Linked DNA regions of Callithrix jacchus: region 1 is linked to region 2. The links are chromatin contacts, called in public Hi-C maps. All regions are on one chromosome and are shown on one strand. Each heading gives the region's core, a stretch centred on a gene start, on an enhancer-like site or on the middle of the called end of the contact. The rest is flanking DNA. Distances are from core to core; before and after follow the strand shown.

Region 1 (3,368 bases), core at 466-2,965, 150 kb after region 2:
GACAATAATTTTTTTATGGAGATGGAGTCTGGGTCTGTTGCCAGGCTGGAGTGCAGTGGAGCGATCTCCGCCCACTGCAACCTCCGCCTCCTGGGTTCAAGCAATTCCCCTGCCTCAGCCTCCTGGGTAACTGGGACTACAGGTGTGCACCACCACACCCGGCTAATTTTTTGTATTTTAGTAGAAACAGGGTTTCACCATGTTGGCCAGAATGGTCTCAATCTCCTGATCCACCTGCCTCAGCCTCCCAAAGTGCTGGAATTACAGGCCCTTTGCCCTCACTAGTAGAAGGCAGCTGCGCCAATCAACAAGGCAGAGGGCGCACTGAGTTGATACACTACTCTCTGTGGACAGCAGAGAGAAGAGAGCACATGCCCTCTGGGGCCTTGGTGTCACAGGCACCCCACCTGGACACTGCCACAGAAAGTTCACTGCTGCCAGATTGGCTGGTTCCTGCACTTATTCTTGCTAAAGCCGCAGGTTCCTGCACTTGATAACTTCAGTTCCTGCAGTCATTCACTCACCTGCTCCTTCCTGCAAGGCATTGAGCAGGATGGGCGGAGTAAACAAGGCACTCCTGCCATGAGTCCTGTGAAGGAGTCAAGAAAATATCCTACATTGTTAGTAAGACACACAACTGCTCAGAGTGAAAACGCCTTTGCAAAAATCGTATCAGTGAGAAAAATTATAAAAGTAAGCTGAACTAGCCCACCCCCACCATCTCAGTTTTTTTCCCAATTATTTCTGGGGTTTTGGGCTGAGTCAACTTTGAAAGACATTCAAGCTATAGTTTAATGATAATAGGCCTTACCAAAACTTAACCACTTTTGTAAAATTAGTGAAAGTCTGTCTAGCTGAGGGAGGAGAGGAGTCTGAATTTGCTAAGGCATAGATATAGATCACCAAACATTCCTGAAAATAACATCACTATTGTAGATTGGCCTTTTGAGATATCTTTTTAGGGTTTGTTTGCACGTCTGACACCCATGGCTTCGCCAGACCCCACCAACCCCACTGCTGTGACCCCACCCAGAAGCTATTCAGTGTGCTGGGGACAGCTTCCACCCTCTATAATTTCATCTCCACCCTAACCAATCAACAGCAAAACTACCCGCCCCCACCCTCAACCCCCGAGCTTTGGAGGAGATGATTTAAGTACTAACAGCTTCTCCTACGGTAGCATGGCCAGCCTCATGTCTATTGAACTTTTTTTTATGCAATGGGCAGGAAGAATCCCTTCGACAAGTACAAGAGAATGGCAGTAAATTTAGGCTAAGACTCCTGTTCAGAGACTTACAGAATTTCATGTCATGAAATGAACAATCTCTGGTGCCAGATGAGCAAAATGCAGCTGGGGTGGCATTACTTCTGAAAGTTCACATGGCCAATTTTCATAGGTCTGGCTCTAGGTTCAGTGGACTCTGCACTAACATCGCCTAGCTTCCAGTTTTCTGCAAGATCTGGAGAGAGAAATTAGCACATCAGTAAAACAGATTGCACCAGCCTCTTTCAGTTATTTTATCAACAGAGAACAAAGAAATCAATCACTGTTCTAATTTCATTTCCACGCCCCCAGCAGGAATTCACTAGCTTTAGTTTCACTTTCTACTTTCGGTTTCCCTCAAGGTTTCCAGTTTGCAAGGACACACCCACAGCTTACACCATTTGTTGCTGTTTAGCTCCCTTATATAACCCTGTCTTGGGGTTTAAACTTCACTGAAAATCCACAAGACAGAATAGCCGGATCTCAGAGGAACCTGGCTAATCAAAACACTGCAGAACAGCTGCCTAATTCACAGCAATCATGAGGTAAGGATTTCTTTGCTTCTCTGCCATAATGTCTAAAGTTTTTGAAAAAATGGTAATTAAATGCAATTTTAACAGGTTTGATCTCAGTGAGGTCAGGTGTTCTAATTTCTCGATTTGAGTATCTGCTTATGGACTGAATGTGTGCATGCATGTGTGTGCACATTCACACATACATACATTATTGAATTAATGGATTTTTATTTTTGTTAGCATGAACTTGAGGAAGCTTACCTCATGCTATAGCCCAATGAAGGGGAGGGAAATGGGAAAAGTTTTGCAGGAAGGGAGAAAAATGATCCCAATCTCAGAGTGAGACACCATCTCAAAAAGAAAAAAAAAAATACTAATTTGTAAATTTCCCCCTCAGCGCTCCAGTGGGCAAAATTCTGAAGGGGTAAAATTCCAGAAAATGCACATTACAGGCCTATGATCAACCTTCCTTTGTAAACAGATGGAGTTGGTACTGATAATTTAAATAATAACAATGATCAATGTTATGGTAGTTATCACTTCCTGAATGCTTATTAAGTGCTAGCCTGGCTTCTAAAAGTATTATGTAAATTATTGCATTTAATTTTCAAAAGATACTTATGAGTCTTGCATCGTGTAACAATGGGGATAGACTCTGAGAAATGTAGTTGTTAGGCAATTTCATCATTTTGCAAACATCAAACCTAGATGGTATAGCGTTTACTACACATCGAGGCTACAAACCTGAGCAGCATGTTTGTTTGCTTATCTAAACATATTTAAATGTAGAAATGGTACAGTACAAATATGGTATTAAAATCTCATAGGACCACCGCCAACTATGTGGTCCTTCATGGACTAAAATATAATTATGCAATGCATGGCTGTATGATCCTGATTTTGCAATAAGGAATCTTAAATTTAGAAATGTTAAGATCACACAGACAATAAGTGGTAGCTTTGAGATATGGACCAGGATCTCTACATTCAATGATATTTCATTAAACCTTTAAATCAATGTTTCCCAAAAGGTGCCAGTGGGGGCTCATGAGATTATTTCAGATGGCAAACTAATTTGCTTTTATGTTTTCCTGCTTTTATGTTTATGTCAACATGTACTACAGAAAAAAATATGTGTGTGTGTATATATATATAATTTGTAGAATTTTATTCAGGTTAGCAATGTGTTTTTTTATTATGATAAAATACATGTAAAATAAAATTTACCATTTTAATGAATTTAAAGTATACAATTTAGTAGTATTTAGAATATTCATGATACTACTATGCAATCATCATCACTATCTAGTTCAAGAATATTTTTCTCACTATGTGGAGAAACTTTATACCCATTAAGTAGTTTCTCTCTACTCACCCCTTTCCTCAGGCCCCAACAACTGTTAATCTGCTTTCTGTCTCTATGAATTTGCCTATTGTGGATATTTCATATAAATGGAAACACATACTATGTGGCTATATTGGATTCTTATCTTTTTATACTTCCTAAGCATCCATTTTTTAATATTAAGTCAAACTTTCTCATACCAGAAGCAGGGTTCAGTCACCCTTGACACAGTTTCTCATTCTCC
Region 2 (3,296 bases), core at 340-2,839:
CATTCTACTTTTCTAGTTATATTACTTAGTCAAATTTTAATGACTGTATCGACTAAACACTTTTTCTTTAGTACCGGTACCAGTACAATCACCAAGTAGGACTGCATGCTGGCACAATTCTAACTAGTTAGGGATATTAGAGCCATGAAATTGAAATTTACATTTATTTATATTTAAAATAGTATAACATAAAAATGTTAGCAAAAAGTCACTTATTCTTTAAATTCTAAATAATGCAAATCCATATTTCCTCTACACTCTCAAATTAAATGTACGTCAAGAATTAAACCCAAAACTGGCAAGCCAAATGAATTGAAAATGATAAGTTTTGGCCACAAGGTGGCGCTTGGTGAAAAGAAATGTCCACACATTCTTTGTCAAAACTGCGTTTGATTTATGTGAAGTCTTTTCTGACCAACTGCATTCAATTCTACTGTTTGATGTAATAAAAGACAGAGTAAGATGATATGCTACAGGAGAAATGTTTGGCATCTGCTTTTGCCATTGCAAATGACAGGTATTAAATACCTGTGGCATATTTAACAAGCAATACAAAATTTGGATTCACAGCACCTGTTAATGCATCTGTTCCCCATCTTTGTCAGTGAAAATATATTGTTGCAAACTATTCTGCCACTGAACACAGACAGCAGTTCATCACTTTGTGACGTATCCTTCAGCATTCATATAAAGCACCAGCATGAGCTTAGAAAACAAAGGTGAAACTTGCCTATAGCTCAGACTGAACTTCTAAATTTGCCTTTGTGCTCGGACTCAGGATTTCAAGTTATCCACTTGAAAGGGTATTTCAAAAGAACAGTGTTAAGATGGCTTATAGTAACAAAAATCTGGAAATAAGCTAAAGCCCAATAATAGATATTTGGGCTATCTATATCTAGAAATATGTTATATCAGTATACACAAGGGGTATGCTGCTGTTATAAATATAAGTATGATAAAATAGTAACAGAAAATGGCTTACAAATGATCTCATAAATAATATTAAATGGAAAAAGAAAATGAAACAATGTGCATCAAGGTTATATTTCTGTGATAATCATATCACAGAGAGTATGTAGATAATGATCAGGAGGAATCGCCTATAGTATTAGGGTAAATAGTTTTAAAGTGACATTTTAAAAATTATATTTAGATCTTGAATGGTAATAAAAATGTAAACAGGTTCAACTTTTCTAGAGTACAATATGTATCATAAGTCTTAAAGCTTTATCTATCCTCTCACTACTAAGTCTTAGGGTGAATGTATCACCCTAAGAAAATACTCTCACATATAAGGACAGATTATACATGACTGAAAAACAACTATCATTGCAAAAAACAAAATGATAAAATTCAAGCAACAGAAAGCTGCCCTTTATGGCAAATCCCGGATTTTAATTATGGCAGAGACCGTACCCCATGCCCATTCCTGCCTCTTGCTTTCAGTAACAGAATCCCTAAAGCTTTCCCTAAGCACACGGCTGCCAGGATAGAAACCACATCCTCATCCTCCTGCAAGCAGGCAGGCTATGGCCATACTGCTCACTTCTGAGTTATCTCCTTCACACAAAGCCACTTGCCCTGAGCTACCTCTCTCCTGCCTTCCTGTGGATTGGAAGAGACACGGAGGTGACCCAGCTGCAGCCAGGCAGAAGAGGACAGCACTCTGAGGATGGCAGAGCTGTAGTATGGAGGGAACTGTGTCCCTACATGACCTCACAGAAAGCAGCCACAATCCCCTCTATCATCAATCTGGGGCTCTGCTCTCTTAACTTTATTATAAGAAAGAAACTCTTTATTTAGCAGCTGTATTTTGGGGTTTCTAATACAGCAGCTTAGCTTGTATCTAACAAACATAATGGCATTTCATTAAATGAAAAATTACTTAAAAGCAGATGTAGTATGATCTGACTTTTGTAATGGAAATGATTATATTATAAAATTATAAGATTATACCAAAATATTAAGTGACTATTGCTGGGTGCTAGACAGTCATTTTTCTTTCACTCCCATATTTTCTAAAATTTCATAAAACATATTACATGTATAACAAAAATTATCCTGAATATCCTTTTTACGGTGTTCTTTAGAAGTCTACCAAAAGTATACAATTTTTTTCCTTCAAAAAAAAAAAAAAGAGCAGGTCAAAATCATCTAGGGTACTTATTCAAACATAGATCCCAGGATCACGGCCCTAGGAATTCAGAGTCTCCACAGGGCTCAGGCCCAAGAATCTGTATTTTTAATAGCACCCTAGGTAGTTCAGAACACTGGAAAGATATGTTGGGGTGGCTTTCTTCAAACAGGCGTGAGTACCTGGGCTCTGAGCAGGGCCAGTAAGAAAGTGAGCAATAATATCAAGTCGACTCTGGGGAGCTTCAAAATTCATCAGGTTTACAAGGGGAATGGAAAGATAAGCACACTAAATTTAAAAGCCCACTAAAGAATGAGGTATGGCATTTATTAACAAGTTAAAACACATTATTTAAACAAAAAGTCAACTTCTGAATGTACTGTAAATAAAATGGTCTTTAAGGTCAACCCCAAACTCATACCATCAGAGCCCTCAAATGCCACACCTGAATTCTAGCCTCAGCTGCCCGGCATCCAGACCTGCCCGCCTTCCACAGAAGCCTTTTCCTGGGCTTGGAGCCTGCAGCCTGTACCAGTGGCAGCCCCTGGCCAATAGCCCAGAGGAGGGAGAGCCAAAGGGAAGATCATACAAAATGCTGCACAGAGCAACCATTTTATTGACAAAAGATGGTACGGTGGTCAGAAGAGCAAAGGGCCAGGCTGCCTTCTACAGCAAATATGGGCTTTGCAAATATTCTAGAGATATACTCCAGTGTAGTTATAATCTAAATTCACCAGGTCACAAGTGGGGCAGAGAGCAGTGCTCTGGCCCTCACCCTGCAGCCTTTGACCCTGGCTAGCTTCTGGGTAAGAAAGCTGGAACAAGAGCAGTAGCCTAGATGACAGCCAATCCAATGGCTCTACTGCAAACCCCATGCCAAAAGGGGGCCCAAGACACAGGGGTGAAGCAATGCAGGTCTGTAATATAAACTGGAGTTGTCCTAGGGCAGCCTTTGTTTCAACATTCCCAAGGGCCTCTGAAGTCCCAGGTCTGGTGGCCATTTGTACTTTGCTGAGGCCTGGGGTATACTGTGCATGGGCTGCTGGCGGTCACTAAGCTGGTAGGAAAGGTCAGCACCTGCCTCCAGCCTGCTCAGTCACCCTCCATCATCTCTGAGGGTGCCATAACTGCCAAGGTGAGAGACATTGGGCCTTTTGGGAAA

Evidence for each region. Hi-C and Micro-C count contacts between places; a contact is called where the count stands out from the background.
Region 1: a contact with region 2 is called in a Hi-C map of skeletal muscle, with 7 times the contacts expected there. The contact joins the promoter of LOC100406756 here to the enhancer-like site in region 2. A contact is called at or near these places in 2 of 3 Hi-C or Micro-C datasets (both in skeletal muscle).

The regions. Positions count from the first base shown.
Region 1 is chr12:81,970,060-81,973,427 of calJac240_pri, forward strand. LOC100406756 (antiviral innate immune response effector IFIT1) reads left to right here and starts at 1,716. Exons shown (of 2, transcript XM_002756386.7): 1 at 1,716-1,809. The coding sequence starts at 1,805.
Region 2 is chr12:81,820,317-81,823,612 of calJac240_pri, forward strand. The region is part of intron 8 of LIPA (lipase A, lysosomal acid type); the gene reads right to left. Among named protein-coding and RNA genes, the nearest start is that of CH25H, 17 kb to the left of the region's middle. Within about 2 kb of position 1,590, at least 4 of the 16 cell types and tissues checked have an H3K27ac peak or open chromatin away from gene starts, as enhancers often do. A contact at or near this core is called in skeletal muscle, where this site is marked.